Regions from separate parts of the Mus musculus genome. Here regions 2, 3, 4, 5 and 6 are each linked to region 1. Evidence: chromatin contacts called from public Hi-C, HiChIP or PLAC-seq and promoter capture Hi-C data. All regions are on one chromosome and are shown on one strand. Each heading gives the region's core, a stretch centred on a gene start, on an enhancer-like site or on the middle of the called end of the contact. The rest is flanking DNA. Distances are from core to core; before and after follow the strand shown.

Region 1 (3,272 bases), core at 331-2,830:
AATGAGACTAGGTACATCCTCTTATATTTAGCCTGGACAAGGCAACTCAATAGGAGAAAAAGAGTCCCAAAAGCATGCTAAAGAGTCAGAGATAGCCCCTGCTCCCACTGTTAGGAATCCTACAGGAAGATCAAGCTACAAAACATAATATGTAGTCAGAGGATCTATGTCTGACCCACGCAGGCTCCCTGACTGATTGGGAAGGGAGGAGAGAGAGAGAGAGAGAGAGAGAGAGAGAGAGAGAGAGAGAGAGGCGGAGAGAAGAGGAGAGGCCAGCCAGGAACCTGTGGAGAGAGGGGGAGGGGGATGAGGAGAGAGGGAGAAAGGGGTCAGGGAGGGAAGAGAGTCAGAGAGAGTAAGAATGTCTTCCTGTGGGGTCATGCTCTCCCCTTCAGCTTCTTCAATCCTTCCCCTAATTCAAACATAGGGGTCCCCGACTTCAGTCCAATGGTTGGGTGTAAGTATCTGCATCTGTCTCAGTCAATGCTATGAATTTTTAAATTAAGCATATGGGGCAGTGGCATGGTTCATCTGTAAAGCACTTGCCTAGCCATTGTGAGGCCCTGGGTTTCATCTGCAGCATTGTAAAAGACATAATTAAACCTGCACCTGACTTATGCAGGTTGGAGATATGAATAGACTCCAGGAGAAAATGACCTACATTCTTTCTGCCGCTTGTGTTTCCTCTTAAAAAGATCAGCTAAACACGGGAAGCTCTGGGCACATATATCACCTTAATTTTGTTGTCATCTTGGTCTACATAGCAAGACTGTTTCAAACAACCACCAACCAACCAATATACAGCACAAAAAATTAAGGGGCTGGGGAGGTGTCTTAATAGATAAAGTACAATTGTAAAGATCTGAGTTTGATCCTGAGTACCTACATTAAAAAAAAAAAATTGCTGGGTGTGTTGGTCACACCTGTAACCCCAGAACTGCCAGCCAGTGAGGTGTTTGTGGGGCAGACAGAAGGATTTTCTGAGATGCTTGACAGCTAGCAGAAATGGTTACCCCAGGTCCAGTAGTTAGACCCTGTCTTAAAATAAGTTCCAGAGCAATAGAGATAGACTCAGTGTCAACCTCTGGTCTCTGCACACAGGAGTGTTGGGCACATGAGACACACTGACACACAAAGGGAGGATAAGGATGGTCAGACGCCTCCGCAGGTAAAACTACTACTACTTCTAAAACACTGCAGCTACACCATCTGTGAAAGATGGAAAAACACCCCCAGATCAAGCGTTCTCCTTCACCCACTGGTAAAAAAAAAATCACGTGTCAGGGGAAATTGCGTGTAAATACATCACGTCTACAGTTCACGTACTTACATACTTAAGAAGATACGTGCCCGAGGGCATGCACGTGCTCCTGGGATAGAATACTTTGCATACTACACTCTTGCTCAAAAGCCAGCTTTTATAGCAAGATCTCATAGCCCAGTGCCCACCAGCGTTCTGCGCCGCGGGGCTTGGACACGGGCGCCCCCTTGCGGCCCCTCTCGGTCACCGCATTGCCCCGCCCTCCGTGCGCAAACGAGCTAGCCCGCGCACGCCTGCGCACTCACAGGCCTTTTACGACGCCATCAAGGAGTTCCGCTGACCCGCCCGCAGCACAGTTCCGGTTGAGACCTTTCCCCGCCCGAGAACCTTCTCCGGCGCGCTCGGGCCTCGTCTTTTTTTCTGTGCGTCCGGAGCAGCGTTCCCGGGTCAGTCTGCTTTGGGTTTCCCCTGGGGGTGATGCGGGTTCCGCGGTCCCGGCCGGGCGTCCTAGAGCAGCCCAGTCGAGCATTCTGCACGGTTCCTTTCCCCAGCTGGGGAGCCGGACGGTCCATCCTAATCTCCCAAGACCTGGCCCGTGGGACATGCTTTGTAGGGGAGGGTTGTCGGCTCCAATCCATTCTCCAGAAGCCATGAAGGCTTCACCTGGTGGTCTCCATTCACTGTTGTGACTCCCGGCTGCCGGCACGGGAGGCCCAGAGGCTCTCACCGCTTCCTCCTGCCTCCTCCACTAGTGTCCCCATCATCCGTGCAGTTTTCTAGAGACTTTGTGGGAGTATGAGTTCCGACGGGATCTCTTTTAGAGTTAAGGGTCACCGTGGAAACGGCTTCCTTCATGACAAATAGACACTTCCGCCGCTCCCCAACCTCATGTTACAGGGTTGGGAATTTTTTGCACCCCCTCCTGGCTTGGCCTTGGCTCACCGGTGTCCCTTACTGTCACATACTTTTCTAGCTTTCCTGGAGGGGTTGGGCAGGAAGGTCTCTAGGGTAGTCAGAGCTGGAGCACATGCCGGCTAGGGAAAACATAATTGACTGTCCTTTGTCCCCTCTCCATTCACCAATGTCCCGCCCCCGCTTTAAAGACAGAGTGTATTAGTGCTTTTCTCCTTCTTGTTGTGGTCATATATACCCGACAAAAGCAACCAGAAGAAGGAAAGGTCTGTTTATTCGGCTATTGACACATGGTTTCAGGAGCATGAGGCCGCTGGCATTGCATCCACAGTCGAATGCTGGCGCCAAGATCACTTCCTTCTTTTTACCTTAGGGTGGTGATGCCTGTATTCATACTGGGTCTTCCCTCTGGAAATCCAGAGACGTGTTTTCATGGTGATTCTAAATCTAGGTCGTGAAGACGAACCATTGCACAGGGTCTCACTGTGCTCTAGGCAGTCCTGGAACTCACCCGGGCTGGCCACTTTCTGCCATCTTACTGCCTCAGTCTCTGGAGTGCTGGGGCTGCAGGTGTGCTCCTCCAGTTTTGTGGCCTCTCTGTATTCCACCTTTTTGATTGATTGATTGACTAATTAAATTTTTTTGAGACAGTTTCTCTGTGTAACAGCTCTGGCTGTCCTCAGTCTCACAGAGATGCCTCTGCTTCCTGAGTGCTGGGATTAAAGGTGTGCATTCATCATGTGTGGCACCTTAAGTTTTAACCATTCCCCTGCCACATGCCAGCTTCTTAAAAATTACATTAAAATTTTTTTTAGATTTATTTATTTACATTTAAAAAATTTATTCATTGCATGTTTGTGTGCACATGTGTGTATTTGTGAGTGTGCATGGGGGTAAAGGGCAACTTTTGAGAGTGAGTTCTCTCCTTGTACTCTGTGGGTTCTGGGATCAAATGGGGCTTATCAGGCAAGTGTCTTTACCTTCTGAGCCATCTTGCCAGTTCCACTGATAGTTCTTTGGGAAGACTTCTTATTTGTTTGAGCTTGATTTTATGTGTATGTGTGTTCAGCCTGCATATATGTATGTGTAATGTGTGTGT
Region 2 (3,272 bases), core at 572-3,071, 490 kb after region 1:
TGCACTCTGGAAACTAAGGTAGGAAAATTCTGAGTTTGACACCAGTCAAATGCGCTGCGAGTTGGAAGCCAGCTTGAGCTGTGGTGAGACCCTATCTCATAAATTTTAAGCCGGGCGTGGTGGCGCTTGCCTTTAATCCCAGCACTCAGGAGGCAGAGGCAGGCAGATTTCTGAGTTCCAGGACAGCCTGGTCTACAGAGTGAGTTCCAGGACAGCCAGGGCTATACAGAGAAACCCTGTCTCAAAAAACAAAACAAAACAAAACAAAAACAAAAACAAAATTAAAAATTTAAAAATCCATGTGACTGTCAACTGTTAGTATCAAATAGAAGCCCTGACTATACAAAAGGTTAAGATCTCAAACCTTAGAAATCCTGACAGTCCCTATTCTGAATAGACTCCTCTGTTTCCCCTCGTGTCCCCCCCCCCCCCCCCCGATCTTCAGCCATCATGCTGAACTTTTTTGTAGCCTTTTGTGAATCAGGCTGTACTCCACTACTCATCAGTCTCCTCCAGAGGGGAACCACTCCCCCTGCTGAACCTATGATCTCAGCTTTCCTTCTATGACACATCCTTCCTTGCCCCACCCTGTCCAAGGCCCATAACCCACACCCTGGAGTCATCCTCTTCTCAAGTCTTGTAGCTGTCAATGATGGGTCATACATGCTCTCTGCCCTCACTTACTTATTAAAAGAATCTAGGATCTGGCCAAGGTGGTGAGTGGAAGGTGAAAAGTGGGAGGATCTGGAGTTCAAAGTCACCCTCTGCTACACAGAAAATTTTGAGGTCATCCTAAGACTACAATAGACTCTGTCTCAAAAATTAAAATAAAAAAAAAATAAAAACAAAGTGGAAGGAGAAAGGGGAGGAGGAAAAAAACGAGGACAAGGGGGAGTCGGCAAAAGAACCAAGGTCCCATTCATTCATTCATTCTTCAAGCCTTTAAAGCAGCTCTCACGTGTGCGGCTCTGGACCCAAAGGAGACCTGACACCCCCTCCGCCGCTCTATACCCCATCCCCGCCCCGCCCCGCCCCGTCCCAGGAGAGATAATGGTTGGGGCAAATGAAGGATGCAATCGGCGTTTTGATGCCAGATTCACCCAGCAAGGGTAGGACCTGACCTAACCACCCGGCCACCACAGAGATGCTGGCTCTGAAGAGAGGCCTTCTGCATACGCCCGATCTAAAACCCAAGCCAGGAGCCCGGCCCTTGTCTGGTCCCGCCTATCCTTGCACCGAGACACGCCTCCTCATTAACTCCTCCATTTCATTCAGCCCATGGCCTTAAGTCCTACCGCCCAGGACGCCAACCTCATTCCCAGTCTCACGACTCCATTGGTCAAATACAAGAGCCCGCCTTCCATCAGTGTCGCTGACTGCTTAGAAGTCAGGATCTCTTTCACAGCACACCCCTCCCATCTCAACAGTTACCAGGGACGAGGTTTGAAGAGCAGATAGTAATGGACGGCTCAGAACCTCTCATGATTGGGTAGAATTCCAGCTCTGGGCGGGGCTTAGTGCTTTCAGCTAAGGGTTGCTCAAGGCCTCAGCTTTCCTTCCGAGGCACACCTCTCGCCCATCACTATTAGTAGTTTAGGTGTCGATCAATATTATTACTTATTTTGATAGGTAAAATTAGATGTCCATCACAGATTCTCTCATTTCAATTCGCTCCTCTCCTCAGAGAACCGTAGCCAGGGTCCGCCTCACGGGGTGGCTATGGATTGGTCAGGTCTTATGTCATTCTTCTACAGTGGGCGGAGCCAAAGGCCTAAGGGGGCGGTGAATTGGTTGACTGGGCTGGGGGGCGGGGGGCGGGGCAGCGGCTCCTGTCAGCGGGTGAAATGGCAGTGGCGGAGCCAGCGACGGCCGCGGTCCCCGGGGGTGGCTGATTGAAAGGGGCCGGGCCGCGGGGTTTGCGGGACCCTCGAGCAGACGTGACCGTGGGTCGGGGCATCGGACGACACAGCGCAGGGACAGCGAGGCTCGGCGCGGCGATGGAGGCGCTCTCGGCGCAGGTAGGGCGGCCCGAACCGGGCCTCTTCTCCTTGGGGGCGTCAGTGCTGCGGGGCCCCGCGGGGAAGCCAAACCAGGAGCGTGACCTGGGGTCGCCTCGCCTCCAGAATCCACGCTGGGAGCCTTGGCATTCCCAGTCCCGGACCCTGGAACTCCGGCCTCCGCCCACCCTCCTTCCCGATCCCCTCAGGATCCCTCCCAGGGCTCCTAAGACCCAGTGTCTCTTCGCGACGTCCCCCACAGGCTCAGGACCTCTGTACATCTTTCCCAAGACTCCTCTGTTAGAATCTGTCCAGGGCTTCCCCATCCCCCAGTCTGCAGACCTGCCCCCCCCCACACACACACACCATGAGCGTCTCCTTTCCAATCCACAACCACCACCACCACCACCCCGAGTCCCAGGACCCCTCCCATCTGCACATCTCTTGCCTTTACATCCCCCTAAACCTCCCACTTGGCTTCCTGTCTTCTGTGTCTGGCCTACACCCTCATCCTCTCCAAGGAGACCAAGATCAGAGCCCTATACTCTTTCTTTCTGACTCCACAGAAACCCATGCCTCACCTCTTAAACGGAAAGATTCCCAACTGAATCCAGAGACATCAGCTCAGCCTGCTCACTTGGCACCCCTCCTGCTCAAGGGCTCCAATAAAAACAAAAACAAAAAAAACATCACTTCTAGTCTTCTGAGAAGACTATACACTGTTGCTGATCTTGAGCCATCTAGATGGCATCTTCCTGAAGAAATGAACACTCAGGACTTCCCAAAAGACCAAAAGATAGTGCTGAATCCCATCCCCCATAGACACACCCTCCCCATCCATCTTTCTGATACAGAGTGGGGTCATTTAGATACCCCTAAATATACAGGAACCTAAGGGCCCAACCCAGACCCAGGCCCATGAGTGCTCTCCCCCCCCCATCTCTCTCTCTCTCTCTCTCTCTCTCTCTCACACACACACACACACACACACACACACACATGAGAACTTCTATACACCTTCTTGAGCCCAGTACCCTCAACAGACCTCCTAACTCAGACAAAAGACAGAAGATTGTGAGGTGGCAAGCTCTGTCCCCAGCACCTAGCCTGTCCCTTCCACCCCATTCTCTTTGAGTTGGGACTCCAGGGCGTGTCAGGGCCTAAGATCTACCTACCACAAATCTCTCCCCCCCCTCTCTCTTTCTTATCCTTTTTAATAGGAAGGACATTCTTTCCTACACCAGTGTCCCAAAAGGAACCAGTGCCCATCTCCAA
Region 3 (3,272 bases), core at 550-3,049, 360 kb before region 1:
CCTGAGTTTGATCACCAGAAACCACATAAAAATGCCATGGGTGTACAACTGTACTCCTAAGGCTGGGAATGCAGAGGCAGGAGGATTCCTAGGCCTGCTGGTGCCTGCCAGCATAGCCTGGCAGGTGAGCCCCACCATGACAACTTGTCTCAAAGGAGATGAACAACCTTCCTGAGGGTGAGGATGACTCTGGAAGTTATCTTCCAGTTCCCCACCCCCCACATATGCACACAGAGGAGAAGCAAAGAGGGAACTGTAGAGAAAGGAGAGTTAGTCAATAAGATCACATTGGGAAGAGAAACAAAGAGGGCATGGTCCATCGCTAACCCTCCATTGTCTAGGCTCTAGTCTATTGAAAGGTTTAAGAAGTTATCAGAAATCAGTGTAATCTGGGTTGGGGAGACGACTTAATGGGTAAAGGTGCTTGCAGCAATGGCCTGGTGACCTGCACACATCTCCCAGAACCCACAGAAAGGTAGACGGAAAGAACCAACTCCACAAACTGTCTCTGACCACCACCCTTGGCCATAAGCACACAAATAATAAGAAAAAAAGATTCCCCCGAAGCATCTGAGTCTCTCCTTGTCAAGCCAGCTCCCCTCTGGCTCTAAAAGGCTGCATCATTCTTTCCTCAGTGTAGGATTCCTGACAAAACTGTACTTCTCTGGGTCTGTGTTCCAATAGTTAGATAGTGTCAGCATCTCTCTTTAAAATACCTTCTCTCCTGCCAGGACAGTTACTGTGTCACCTCCTCAGCATCCTAGCATCCCTGCATCCCAGCCATCCTAGCATCCCAGCATCTCAACACCCTAGCATTCCAGCATCCCCACATCCCAACATCCCAGCATCCCAGCCATCCTAGCATCCCAGCACACCAGCATCCCAGCATCCAGGAGCCCACTATCTTTCTTTCCATTCTCCTCATGCCCAGCCAGAGGAAGCTTTCGAATATAAAACTCCAACTTTGGCATCTCTCCTCAAAAATCCTCCCAAGGCTCCCTATTTCCTTAAGGGGTACAAACCTATAATACTGGGCTAGAGATGTTGTGAATTTGTCACTCCTCCAGCCTGCCTTTCTGTGACTTAGCAGCACATTTTCACTGTCATTACCAGTTGCCTCATTTGTTCTCTCTGCCTCCAGGTCTCTCTGTCTCTCTCTGTCTATCTCTGTCTATCTCTCTGTCTTTCTGTCTCTCTCTGTCTCTCTCTCTGTCTCTCTGTCTCTCTCTCTGTCTCTCTCTCTGTCTCTCTCTCTGTCTCTCTCTCTGTCTCTCTCTCTCTCTCTCTCTCTCTCTCTCTCTCTCTCTCTCTCTCTCTCTCTCTTCCCCGCCCACTCCCACTACTCAGATCTTCCTACTTGCAAGGCAATTTCCCTAGCCTGGTGCCTGGTTCCTTATTATCAGTGAATCTGCCTGAGAGCTGCCCCCAGTAAACCTGCCTTCATACTTTCAATTTGGCTTGAATTGGCTAATTTCATCAGCAGATAAAACCTATTGTTTTGGTGCTATTCTGATCACACTAACAAAGGAAAAATAATTTGGCAAGTATCTCCTTTGTGGAAGGAAAAAAAAAAAAGGTATACCAGAACCCATACAGGAAGAAAACAAAAAATAATGGCTGGGCAACTTGCTTTAATTAGGATGTGAAGTATAAAATCCCTGGGTCAGATTGAACAGTGTGTGGCAGTTTCTTGCCTCCAAGAGAGCTTCTGAGACCCAGAGAATGACTTCCCCAACACAGCACAACTTTGTTTCCTCTTCTCCCAACACCCTCTACTTCCTGCCTTCCCACATGGCTCCTCTACAGTCTGTAAAGCTGGCCTTTGCTGAGACAACAACTAAGCCAGAGGGCACTCTGTCAGCTTCCTGTACGGTGTTCTGAGAAGGAACTGAACTCTAAAAACTTTTAAGTTAGAAATAAGAGAAATCTGCATTTTCTCACTTTATGGGAGGTTAGGTAAAACAGCTGTCGCGTGTATTAGAGTCTTTGAACTTTACTCTAGACAGAAGCATTTCTAGTCCAGGGTTTCTAGGAATTGCCTAGAGAAATACAGTGGCCACTTGAGCATTGGTAATGAGTAAGTGGCTATGAGAGATAAGTATGGGTTGCCTGATCCAAGATAAAAAGACAGGCCACCATTGCCAGATTCAGGAAGGGGACTATATTTCAGATTGACACTTGGTCAGTAGAAGATGTCTGATCAAAAAAAAAAAAAAACTATACTTTTTATCATTTCTTTCCTTTTTCTTTTAGAGACAAGCACAAGCTTAGGTCTATTCCTATCAGTAAAAGCATCTCCCCCTCAGCAACTACCTTTAAAAGGAGAAAGAGACGGAGCTTGAGAGATGGCTCAACAGTTAGGAGCACTGACTGTTCTTCCAGAAGTCATGGGTTCGATTCCCAGCACCTACCCACATGGCCCTCACAACTGTCTGTAGCTCTAAGTTCTTATTACCCTCATAGAGACATACCTGCAGGCAAAACACCAATAAAAGTTAAGTAAATAAATGAATATGATTTTTTAAAAAATGAAAAAGATATGCTCTTGAATCTGCATGACAAACTACACCCTTTTACTCTAACATGCTACTAAAGCCATTTTTACTTCTTAAAGATGCTGCTAACCATAAAGATTCGAGAGACCACTGACACAATTCATCATGGCCAAATTAATTAAAGCAAGTGTTTTTATTTGTAAGAAAGGGTTGCTTCCTCCTAAGGGGATGTTTGAGAGGCTGGCCTTCGATGTGAGGAAGACAAGGTTTTTGTAGCTCAGGGAAAAGGGGTTTCCAAATGGGGGGGGGGGCGTAAAATAGGAGAGGTTAAGGAAACAGAACCTAAGCATATCAAGTTAGTCAGAAAGACCTCCTGAAACAGAGACATGGTTGCAAGATAGTTGTAACAAGGTAGCCATAACAACAGGTAGTCAGTTATGATAACCTTTTGAAACAAAGTATAGTTGTTGTTGTTCCTGGAGCCCTCAATACAGAACCTTTTGTAATTAAGATTTTGTAGGAGCATAGCCCAATACTTGAGAAACAGAGGTTTAATCATAAACAGGAATAACCTTGTACCTAGTTGTAGTCATTTTAACTGTGTGCTAAACTATTTTTGACATGCCCAGTTAAAATGCACCTGCAGATTTACAAATTTATCTATTTACTTAATGTGCACAAGTACTTTGCCTACATGTTTGTATTTGTATTATGAGTGTACCTGGTGCCTATGGAAGTCAGAAGAAGGCATCCAATCCCTTGGAACTGGAGTTACAG
Region 4 (3,272 bases), core at 354-2,853, 340 kb before region 1:
CCATAGGAGGAACAACAATATGAACTAACCAGTACCTCCAGAGCTCTGGGGAACTCAACCACCAATCAAAGAAAACACATGGTGGGACTTGTGTCTCTCGATGCATATGTAGCAGAGGATGGCCTAGTTGGTCATCAATGGGAGGAGAGGCCCTTGATCTTGTGAAAGTCCTATGTCCCAGTATAGGGGAATGCCAAGGTCAGGAAGCAAGAGTGGGTGGGTTGGGGAGGAGGGGGAGAGGGAAGGGGATAGAGGATTTTCTGAGGGGAAACTAGGAAAGGAGATAACATTTGAAATGTAAGTAAAGAAATTATCTAATAAAAAAAGAAGAAAAAAACAAAACATTTAATGCATTCTAAACAGTGTAAGTGACAGAATTTCTGGCTGGGGAGATCTGTTTCTTGGTAATATTTGACTGGTGGCATTTTACCCATTCTCTCAAGTGGTCTGGTGGTTGAGGGTGGTATTGCATGACAAGTTCCAAGTTAATTCCCTGTGTGGGTATGAAGAGTTTCCGCCCAACTTAAAAGAGTGCATAGCATATCAGCAAGTACTGATACCTTCTACTGGGTTGAATGGCAGTAAAGTCCATTCAAGATGTCCAAATATGTAGGACCCCTGGTTCTGTGTCAGCATGGAGGCCTCAGCTCCCTGCTTGAGATTGTTCTGAACACATTGCAAACTGAGTTTGCTAGCTTGTTGGATCCGTGTTGGCAACTTTGAACCCACCAAATACCTTTGCAGCAATTTCTGTAGGGCAGTTTTTCCAGAGGGGTTGTTGGACTGAGCAGAAAGCTGTGATAATCAGCCAGCCCTCTTGATTTTTAGTAGCTCCTTTGTCAGTTATTAAAACATACCCTGTGGCTGCTTTGCTGAGATCAGTGACAAGGATGTCATCACAGTATCCCAGGACTGTCCTGATGGCAGTGGATGTTATAAGTAAAGTCATCCAGAGACCTGCTGACCAAGGTCCATGGCTATGCAGCTGTAGGATTCGTTGTTGATGTCTGTGGTGCATATTACCACTAGAGACCATGGGGACATTCCTGGTCTGGGCAGCCACCTGGGACAGCACCTTCCAGGGGCTGTGCAGAAGTGGCTGTGGCGCTCTGGAGAGCTGGCCCCACCTCTCATGCACTGGCAGCAGCACTTGGGAGACTGAGCCCAGCACTTTACCTGGACAGCACATCAGAGCTGGTCATGTGGGATAGGAGGCACAGGTGACATGGCCCCAAGAGTGAGCACAGGAGTGCTGGCCCCACCACTCCTCTTCCATGAGATTGTAGTATGGTCCATGGAGGGAGGAGGGGAGAGAGGCTTTCCCGGACTTGCCACCTTCAGCAGTCGGGAGAGCTGGCCACTGGGTCACGAGAGCAAGTGGGCAGGCCCAGCCCCTCACTGGCTGCTGCACTCAGGAGAGTGGCCCTACACCTCACTTGAGCAGCGTTGGTGGAGCTGGTTCTGGAGGTGTGGGGCAGGTGAGCCGGTCCTGAGGATATGAGAGAGGGAGAGCTGACCCTCCCTCTCATTGAATGGCCTAGCCAGAACAGTGCTGGAGAGCTCCCCCTAGTGGTGGACACGTATAATGGAGAGCCTGCACACTCACCAACTCAGCTAACAACCAAGTCCACCTCCAGTGCTTTGAGTTGATCCACTCCAATATCTACACCATCTGTTAATTGTTGAAGTGCATGAAAGGACTGCAGATCCAAAGCTTCAAGATCTTCATGACACACAACGGGATAACTGGGAAGAATCTCGTTGAAAACCCAGTATTGATGGTGTGTGTCACAGAAGCTAGAGACCTCAAACCAGACTAGTGACTCATTGCAGTTTACAATGTGAACAGCAGGACAGCCTGACACATTACAGCTTCAACAACAAGATGATTTCTATGTTTTGTTTTCTTTTGTTGTGTGTGTGTGTGTGTGTGTGTGTGTGTTTGGGGGATAGATTGCAAAGGCAAAGGGTGGATAAAGGGCAGGAGATGAGGGTGCATTGTAGCCTCCCCCAGCCTGAAGCTGGCTGGTGCAGACCTTGTTGCCACTGAGGTGGGGCCACCTGCAGTGTAGCTTTCCGACTTGGCTGGCTTCTTTTTTTTTTTTTGGTTTTGTCGAGACAGGGTTTCTCTGTGTAACCCTGGCTGTCCTGGAACTCACTTTGTAGACCAGGCTGGCCTCGAACTCAGAAGTCTGCCTGCCCCTGCCTCCCAAGTGCTGGGATTTAAGGTGTATGCCACCACGCCCGGCAGGCTGGCTTCTTTTGATGTGTCTGCCGCTGCTCTTCTCCGAGATCCTGCTGCCTGCTGAGACACCCTTGAGACATTCCGGAGACACATCCTATCCTGCACATTGCCTACAAGCTGGCTCCGGGCACCAAGGATGGACTGGCGGGGGGGGGGGGGGAACCTACCCCCTATATAAGCTTAGACTCTAAGTAAACGTTAAGGTGCCTTGAACAGAGTACTTTTGTCTTGTTGTCTTTATTTCTCTCCCCGTCTAGTCTCTTTTCAGCCCCAGCCTGCCTTTCAGGAGTACCTGGTTCATGTAGGCCACGGGCGGCTTACAACTACAGTACATGATGTGAAATTCACAATGAACCAATAAAAAGTGAGTACCAAAAACAAAAACCAAGAAACAAATTAAAAACAAAACAAAACAAAAAACATACCCTGGTGTGGGAAGCCGCCCCCACATTCGCCGTCACAAGATGGCGCTGACATCCTGTGTTCTAAGTTGGTAAACAAATAATCTGCGCATGAGCCAAGGGTATTTACGACTACTTGTACTCTGTTTTTCCCGTGAACGTCAGCTCGGCCATGGGCTGCAGCCAATCAGGGAGTGATGCGCCCTAGGCAATGGTTGTTCTCTTTAAAATAGAAGGGGTTTCGTTTTTCTCTCTCTCTTGCTTCTCTCTCTTGCTTCTTACACTCTGGCCCCAAAAAGATGTAAGCAATAAAGCTTTGCCGTAGAAGATTCTGGTTGTTGTGTTCTTCCTGGCCGGTCGTGAGAACGCGACGAATAACAATTGGTGCCGAATTCCGGGACGAGAAAAAACTCCGGACTGGCGCAGGAGGGATACTTCATTTCAGAACCAGAACTGCGGATCACGTTTATAAAGGTTCCCGTAACACAGACTGTTGAGAAGGATTCAACTGCCGAATTCAGAACTCATCAGCTGGGGAACGACGGTGATAAAGGTTCCCGTAAAGCAGACTGTTAAGAAGGATTCAACTGTATGAATTCAGAACTTTTCAGCTGGGGAACGAGAGT
Region 5 (3,272 bases), core at 339-2,838, 290 kb before region 1:
ATCATAACACACATTGGAGGTCAGAGGACAGGAGCTGGTTCTCCTTTCACTGTGTGGATCCAGGGAATTGAACTTGCAGCAGCATCCTTGGGAGCAAGCACCTCTACTTACTGAGCCATCTTCAACCTCCCTCCCACTCCCCTTTTCCTCTTTCTCCTTCCCTCCCCTGTTCTGGCTCTCTCTTTATTTCCCTCTTGGTCTCTGAATCTCTACCAAAGGCCACACTTCTGTATTCTCACTCAAGCAGTCATCATACAAATCCAACCTGCTATTTTGAACGGGTCTGAGCCTCCTTGGCTTCCCTCAGTAAGAAGGCACAGTGAACAGCTCCTGAGTGTTCCTGGGACAGCCTCCATGTTTGCCCAGGCACACTATGATGATGATGCAGTCCCTGGTCCAAAGCTTCCCGACTCTCTGCCCTGAGAGATTGCTAGTGTTATACTCGTAGGCTGGAGGTAGGCAGGTGTAGAGCTGGATCCTTCCTCATTCCTGTGTCCCCTAGGCCTTGAACCCCCGGTGCTGGAGTGTTTGGAAAAGGACCATGTGGAGCCAGAACATGTGTGAGTGTCTGTCCCAGAACAGACAGGAGTGCCCCAGGGATCCTGCTAGGGGGAGGTGGGAAGAAGCTGGGACCACCCACCACTGGGGCCAGGGGATGCAACAGTGCTGTTTGTAAGCAACCATAGCTGGGGCTGGGGCTCATCTGATAGATACCCTATGACTACATAAGCCAGGCATGTGGTAATATCTACCTGTCATCCCACCACTCGGTGGGTAGAGGTAGGAAGATTGGGAAGAGTGAGTTCAAGGTCATCCTCAGCTAACTGTGAGTAGGAGGTTGGCCTAAAATACATGAGAACTTGTTCCAAAAAAAGGGGGGGGGTGTTTTTTATGTAGCTTAATCTTACTTAGACTCACATAATGGGGCCTCTCTCTCAAACAACCTTTGCCTAAAGGAAAGACACCCCAGAATCTTCAGGGCACCCAGTTAAGAGTGTACATGGGACCTTGGGCCTGGCCAAGTAATCGTGGTTCGTGTGTGTGTATATCCCATCTCTTCCTAGGTTGATAGTACAACAGGTGCTTCAGGAGCTGAGGCAGTATCATGGGTAAGTGAGAAGGGAGCAGGCATGAAGGAGAGGACAAACGTGGGACAGGTAAGGGAGATATGTGGTGTGTACACAAGGGACAGGTGTCGGCATCTGTAGGGGAGCACACAGTTACAGGATCTGGTAGGAGGAAGAAGGGGGCTTATGGCTGTGATGATACATGCACATCACCTCAGCGTTAGGAGACTGACAAAGCAAGAAGACTGTGAGTTTAAGACTAACTTGGGCTGTGTAGTGAAACTCTGCCAAAGAGGGGAGGGGAGGTAGGAAGAAGAGAAGGAGGCAGGAGTTAAGAATACAATGAAGGTGGTAGAGGGAGGGGAAGAAGAAGAAAAAGGAAAAAATGAGGAAGGAAATGGTGCTGAGGGGGAGGATGGAGAGATGAAGCAAGGAAACCCTATGGAGAATGAGACAAAGAGAAGGTCTCTGATTCCTGAGATCTGTTAGAGAACTTTCCCACGTGCTCAAGTGGTTTGTCCAAGGCTCAGTACTGCTGCCCTCTGCTGGAAAGCTGCTGTAGTGCCCCTGGATGTAAGTCCACAGTCAGTGGTGGGCCCTCAGACAGGAGCCCCTGTGATGCACCTCTAAAGCTCTGGGGATGCAGAAGTGAAGGATACGAGTTGAGTTGCCTGCATACCTACATGTCCGTCCCACTCTGCCCCTACAGGGCCCGTCAGCGAGCTCGCATGTCCACCAGCCCTGGAGGAGCCCACTCCAACCTCACCTGGTTTGAGTTCCTGTCTGAGTAAGCACACATTGCCAGAGGTGGCTATAGTAGAGCCTTTATGCCAAGTCTCCTAAGAGCTGACTTCACCTAGAGAGCAAAGGCTGAGACATGATAATCACAGGTTCAAGGGCTGCCTGGGCTGCAGAGTAAGGGGATGGAAAGTGAAAGGAGAGGAAAAAGAAAACCCTAGGGAAGAAGAGACAGGGAGCTGGGAACCAAAGATGGGATCACATTAGGGGGCAACATATTCCTGGGGCACCTTCCAGAGTTGCCTCAGAAGGTACCTGAAGCTTTCCTCACTGTCCAGGAGCGAGGATGGTGCGTGCAAGATTGAGAAGCCCGGCAAGAGCACCAGAGTGAAGCGCAGCCTGAGCTCCCTCCGCAGCAGGGTCACGAGGCAGAAGGAGAAGGTGAGGGGGCTGAACTGGAACTTGGGGACTCGCACTTCCTTTCCATGCTCCGTAATGTACCCTTGACTTGGGAACCCTGGGATCCAAGCCAGGACTAGATAAACAGAGGTGGAGGGCGTAAAAAGACTAGCCTCTGCAGGAGATATCCTAAGACCCATCATTTTCTCGTGCAGGGGAAGAGTCCAGCACATCTAAAAGATAAGACTCAGGATCTTCCAGGGAAGCGGGAGTGTGTCAATGGGCACCAGCTGATGCGAGGAACCTTCTCGGGCCACTCCAGCTGTCCTCTGTGTGGCGAACCTTTGCTGAACTCAGGTGAGTCCCAGCCCCATCCATCCATCCAATGGAGTGTCAGCCTTTTTTCTTCATAATGTCCCTCCATTCTCTGGTACCTCCTGGCTCCATTTCACCCTCTCCAATGTGAGCAAGTGTAAATAGCAACCTGGAAAGGGCCAGAGGGACCCGTTGGGCACTGAAGATGGTGATTAAGCTCTCTGTCTCAGCTTTGGCCTTTGTAAAAATCCAGTAGGATCTGGACTCAGGCAGAGTATTTATCAGATGTGGTGACAAAATAGCATGTGTTTCCTGGTTAAAATCTCAGAAATGTGTTTTGTTGTAGCACTGGGACCTGGCTGGCCAAGGTCATGTTATCTACAGGTGTCGGGTTTCTCCACACCCTTCTTGCACATTCTGGTAGCTCTCCAACCTCGTGACAGCATCATCCTACAATGTTCTTGTGTGCACACTGGAGTTCCAAACTCTCTTGTCTCTTTTTCCTTCCACTGTATGTGTGCTTATTCACGTGTGCACTTAAAGGTGCTCGTGTATGAACACCAAAGAACAAGCTTGGCAGTCTTTCCTCGTATGCCTTTCCATCATGGTTTAATGTGTGATTTGTGTCCAGGTGAATCCATGTACATACATGCACACATGTCCTCGTGCATGTGGAGGCTAGGGATTAATTCTGGGTACCTGCCTCTATCACTCTCCACATGATATTTTGAGACAAGGTCTTCGGAGAATCTG
Region 6 (3,272 bases), core at 424-2,923, 260 kb before region 1:
TTGCCCCAAGTATTTTTGTAACAATAACATGAAATCCCTGAGCATAATCTTGGATATCAATTTAGAAAAAGGCCTTATTAAACTGAATGGTGTGGCTTAGTGATAGAGGATTCTAGGCAGAGAGGCTTGGGATGTGACTCAGTGGTAAAGCATCTGTCTAGAATTCACCAATGAAAGGTTTGGAGGTACAAGGTCATGGCTTGGTGGTACAGCTCCTTCCTAGAATCCCCCAGTTGGGCTGTGGATATGACTCAGCAATATTCTTGTCACTACCATAAAACCTTTGGAGAGTTAACATTTATTAAGAACAATAAGGGTGGGTTGGGATGGAACTTGGTGTTAGAGTATTCGTTCACATTAATGAAGCAAAAGAAATGATTTTTCTTTTCCAAAGCAGGAAGGGCTGAAGAGATAGCTCAGTGGCTAAGAGCATACACTGTTCTTGCAGATGACCAGAGTTAAGTTCCCAGCACCCATGATTAGAAGCTTACAACTCTCTGGAACTCTGACTCCAGAGGCCCCCACACGCCTCTGCAGGCACCAACATTTCTCATACCCATACCCATAATTGTATATGTATATACATAATTAAATATAATAAAAATCCCCTTTAAAAGTTTGTGTGGGCAGTATGCCAGACACTGAATCAACATAAAGGGATTTGGCCACCTACTTCTAGCCTTGCTACCTGCTTCTCTTTACCCCAGATCTGTGCATCAAGGGGGCGTGGGGAGGTTGCCCAGGGGTACCGTGTGTTCAGAGTAGAACTCTTTGGTTGTTTATAAACAGCTGCACTAAAGGCAGAAAGTCCCACTAGGTAGAGCTTTGTGGGACTGAGAAAGTAGCTTTCTTCTTTTCCCCTTTTATCCTGTTGGTACCCTCAGCCTGTGGGATGTGGCTGTTAGGGCCAGGGTCAGTGTCCCACACTTAGCTAGTCTACTCAAGAGATCAACCAGTCTTGCTTGCTGGCTTAGATGCTCCTTATATCATGCTAACACTCAGGATTAACCCGGACAAGAGCTGTGGATGCCCGGGGGACAAGAGAGATCTAAGGACCCGTGCTTAAATCCTTGGCACGTGTGAACAGCTAGCCATGGCTGTGTGCACACTCCTGTAACCTCAGCACTTTGCTGGGTGGAGACAGGAGAACTGCTTAGGTTTGGGGGCCCCAGCATAGCTCCAGGTGCACTGGAAGACTCTGCCTCAAAGGAATAAGCTTGAGAGTGAGAGAGCAGGACACCTGATGTCCTCCCCTGGCTTCTGCACACACACACACACACACACACACACACACACACCATTCTTGTATTTCCTCACATGCACACACTAGTTAATAAAACAATGACTAAACAGCAAAAGATAATAAAACAGTGGTAGAAAAACTAAGAAGTTAAAGCAGGAGAAAATAGGAGCTTGGGGCATAGCTTAGTAGAGCCCTTACCTAACATGCAGAGGCTCTGAGTCCAGTCTGTATCAGAAGAATTTAAAACCCACCACAGATAATAACCCCTGAGGTGGTAGCAGTGGTCCTTACAGTGCAGACAGGTATACCTGGATGCCTGCCTGCGTGCCCTTCAACACAAGGATGTGATGGTCTGTATGCTGTCACTGAGAGGTTGGTGGCATACAGAAGAGCTCCTTTTGTCCTCTGTGAGGTCGGAGTCCTTGTGATGACATCATTTCCAGCATTGTACTGGGTCTGACTTGCAGAGGGGGCAGGAAGGGGCTTGGCAGGACAGCTCAGCGATCAGGGTGCCTGCCACCAAACCTGAAGACGCAGTAGAAGAACAGAACTAACTCCTGCAAGTTTTTCTTTGACCTCTACACAAGCATGTTACCCACTCCCTCAATATATATATCAAAGTGTAATAAAGAAAAAATTTAAAAGAGAAAGCAGAGCTTCTAAGAGCACTTACCGCTTAGGCAGAGGGCCCAGGTTCAGTTATCAGCACCTACAGTGCAGTCCCCCAGCCACCTCTGGGCACCAGGTATACATGTGGTGTGCGTGCACATACTACATGCACATACACAGGCGAACATTTATACTTATACGCAGAGTTAAGGCTCCCAGGCTTTGAGTGTTTGTGCTCGGTCCTTACATGACCCTGGGGAGAGGACTTTCTGTCTGTCTCTCCAGCTGGCTTCTTTCATATGTTAATCTTGATGTCACTTTCTCCAGATCTTATTTACCAGTCAGCACAGTGCTCAAGGGAAATCTTCTACCCAGCAGCTTCCCAGCAGGTTACCCAAAAAGGCCTTGCCCTGAGCCAGGTGACCAGGCCGTATCCCTAGAGGCCCATTCTTCAGTAGAAGGCAAACTAGTGATTGTTTGGGGGATGCAAGAAGGGTCAGTATCTGCCCCAGCGGTACCCCAGCCTGGCCCATGCTTCTGATGTAGGGAGACCCTTTCAGCTGGGAAGAGGCCCTAGAAAAGCACCGAGACAATTACAAAAAGAAGATTAGAGAGAAAGCTTATGCCTTGTCATGAGACTGCCACTAGGTTGAGATCAGCCTCTACCACACAGTGAGATCCAGCTTAAAAATAGCAGTAGTAATAAAGTAGTCATAATGGCATGGGGAGATAGATAGCAGTTTGTGGGTAGATAGAGATCAGGCTCTAGCCCCAGGGACTACATGGTGGGACCTTTAAGAGGAAACTGATTCCCCTATCCCCATAGCAGAAATAGGAGCCTCATGCCTTCCTGGGGAGAGCCTGCAATCCAAAGCAGGGCCAGGGAAGGGATGATGAATGTACGGCCACCAGTGCGCGATTTGATGCAAACTCCCTTCTCCACATGAGAAACCCTGGCACCAGAGTTAGGTCTGTTAGCCAGCAACTCAGAGACAGTGTCTCGGTGAGCCCACAGGACTCAGAAGGAGGAAGAACTGCTTCAGGCAGATCCTGTGGCCTGAGCAGCAGTCTGGTCCTTTCTTATGCAGGTGTCTCCTCAGCCACCATCTCCCTGGTCTCCTACAGACCTTATTGTGTAGCTGATGATAACCCCTGATACAGTGTGAACACCACATGCGTATATTGTTACGACACATTGGAGATAGTGACCAGAATAAAGGTCACACAGGACTGGCACAGAAACAAATCTCTGGGCTCGGTGGGTAAAGGGCTTGCTGTGCCAGCACGAGGACCCGAGTTCCAATCCCTGATCCCTATGGAAAAGCCAGATGCAGTGGAGCACACCTTTAATGGCAGCACTCCTACTGTGAAGTGGGAGACAGATGACAGGATGATCACCCTGACACCTGAGAGCTAGTGT

Evidence for each region. Hi-C and Micro-C count contacts between places; a contact is called where the count stands out from the background. HiChIP or PLAC-seq counts read pairs in DNA pulled down with a chosen protein or histone mark. Capture Hi-C pulls out chosen DNA fragments and counts their contacts.
Region 2: a promoter capture Hi-C map of liver shows a contact between it and region 1, with 2.5 times the contacts expected there. The contact joins the promoter of Evi5l here to the promoter of Trappc5 in region 1. A contact is called at or near these places in 8 of 39 promoter capture datasets (the HPC-7 cell line, embryonic stem cells, hippocampal neurons and 4 more), 9 of 484 Hi-C or Micro-C datasets (B cells, CD4 T cells, cerebral cortex and 5 more), 14 of 115 datasets of contacts at active chromatin or transcription factors (the SCID.adh cell line, astrocytes, bone marrow-derived macrophages and 8 more) and 4 of 9 other capture datasets (adipose tissue, embryonic stem cells, liver and 1 more).
Region 3: a contact with region 1 is called in an H3K27ac HiChIP or PLAC-seq map of trophoblast stem cells, with 4 times the contacts expected there. The contact joins the enhancer-like site here to the promoter of Trappc5 in region 1. A contact is called at or near these places in 9 of 39 promoter capture datasets (cranial neural crest, embryonic stem cells, frontonasal cranial neural crest and 5 more), 1 of 484 Hi-C or Micro-C datasets (memory CD8 T cells), 2 of 115 datasets of contacts at active chromatin or transcription factors (bone marrow-derived macrophages and trophoblast stem cells) and 1 of 9 other capture datasets (adipose tissue).
Region 4: a Hi-C map of the Ba/F3 cell line shows a contact between it and region 1, with 4 times the contacts expected there. The contact joins the enhancer-like site here to the promoter of Trappc5 in region 1. A contact is called at or near these places in 14 of 39 promoter capture datasets (the 3T3-L1 cell line, the C10 cell line, cranial neural crest and 9 more), 1 of 15 datasets of contacts at CTCF or cohesin (embryonic stem cells), 7 of 484 Hi-C or Micro-C datasets (the Ba/F3 cell line, CD4 T cells, CD8 T cells and 2 more), 8 of 115 datasets of contacts at active chromatin or transcription factors (astrocytes, bone marrow-derived macrophages, embryonic limb bud and 3 more) and 1 of 9 other capture datasets (adipose tissue).
Region 5: a contact with region 1 is called in an H3K4me3 HiChIP or PLAC-seq map of the SCID.adh cell line, with 11 read pairs. The contact joins the enhancer-like site here to the promoter of Trappc5 in region 1. A contact is called at or near these places in 17 of 39 promoter capture datasets (the 3T3-L1 cell line, 3T3-L1-derived adipocytes, the HPC-7 cell line and 11 more), 1 of 15 datasets of contacts at CTCF or cohesin (embryonic stem cells), 8 of 484 Hi-C or Micro-C datasets (B cells, the N1E-115 cell line, embryonic stem cells and 1 more), 14 of 115 datasets of contacts at active chromatin or transcription factors (the NIH/3T3 cell line, the SCID.adh cell line, astrocytes and 5 more) and 3 of 9 other capture datasets (adipose tissue, embryonic stem cells and liver).
Region 6: a contact with region 1 is called in an H3K27ac HiChIP or PLAC-seq map of epiblast stem cells. The contact joins the enhancer-like site here to the promoter of Trappc5 in region 1. A contact is called at or near these places in 9 of 39 promoter capture datasets (the C10 cell line, cranial neural crest, embryonic stem cells and 5 more), 1 of 484 Hi-C or Micro-C datasets (the N1E-115 cell line), 9 of 115 datasets of contacts at active chromatin or transcription factors (the SCID.adh cell line, embryonic midbrain, embryonic stem cells and 2 more) and 2 of 9 other capture datasets (adipose tissue and pancreatic islet).

Annotation. Positions count from the first base shown.
Region 1 is chr8:3,674,897-3,678,168 of GRCm38.p6, forward strand. It overlaps Trappc5 (trafficking protein particle complex 5), which reads left to right and starts at 1,581. Exons shown (of 2, transcript NM_025701.4): 1 at 1,581-1,707. Gm45231 (a long non-coding RNA gene) reads right to left here and starts at 1,503. Exons shown (of 2, transcript XR_870093.2): 1 at 1,331-1,503.
Region 2 is chr8:4,164,746-4,168,017 of GRCm38.p6, forward strand. It overlaps Evi5l (ecotropic viral integration site 5 like), which reads left to right and starts at 1,822. Exons shown (of 20, transcript NM_001346730.2): 1 at 1,822-2,018. All of the region lies in intron 4 of 4932443L11Rik (a long non-coding RNA gene), which reads right to left.
Region 3 is chr8:3,312,227-3,315,498 of GRCm38.p6, forward strand. No RefSeq gene overlaps it. Among named protein-coding and RNA genes, the nearest start is that of Insr, 34 kb to the left of the region's middle. Within about 2 kb of position 1,800, at least 45 of the 459 cell types and tissues checked have an H3K27ac peak or open chromatin away from gene starts, as enhancers often do. A contact at or near this core is called in adipose tissue, bone marrow-derived macrophages, hematopoietic stem and progenitor cells and 2 more, where this site is marked.
Region 4 is chr8:3,335,613-3,338,884 of GRCm38.p6, forward strand. No RefSeq gene overlaps it. Among named protein-coding and RNA genes, the nearest start is that of Arhgef18, 16 kb to the right of the region's middle. Within about 2 kb of position 1,604, at least 15 of the 459 cell types and tissues checked have an H3K27ac peak or open chromatin away from gene starts, as enhancers often do. A contact at or near this core is called in the Ba/F3 cell line, CD8 T cells and trophoblast stem cells, where this site is marked.
Region 5 is chr8:3,385,858-3,389,129 of GRCm38.p6, forward strand. It overlaps Arhgef18 (rho/rac guanine nucleotide exchange factor (GEF) 18), which reads left to right. Exons shown (of 29, transcript NM_001370668.1): 6 at 503-560; 7 at 1,065-1,109; 8 at 1,777-1,854; 9 at 2,144-2,246; 10 at 2,420-2,561. Among named protein-coding and RNA genes, the nearest start is that of Gm30369, 32 kb to the left of the region's middle. Within about 2 kb of position 1,589, at least 20 of the 459 cell types and tissues checked have an H3K27ac peak or open chromatin away from gene starts, as enhancers often do. A contact at or near this core is called in the N1E-115 cell line, the SCID.adh cell line and trophoblast stem cells, where this site is marked.
Region 6 is chr8:3,412,833-3,416,104 of GRCm38.p6, forward strand. The region is part of intron 10 of Arhgef18 (rho/rac guanine nucleotide exchange factor (GEF) 18); the gene reads left to right. Among named protein-coding and RNA genes, the nearest start is that of Gm46029, 12 kb to the right of the region's middle. Within about 2 kb of position 1,674, at least 52 of the 459 cell types and tissues checked have an H3K27ac peak or open chromatin away from gene starts, as enhancers often do. A contact at or near this core is called in the N1E-115 cell line, embryonic stem cells, epiblast stem cells and 1 more, where this site is marked.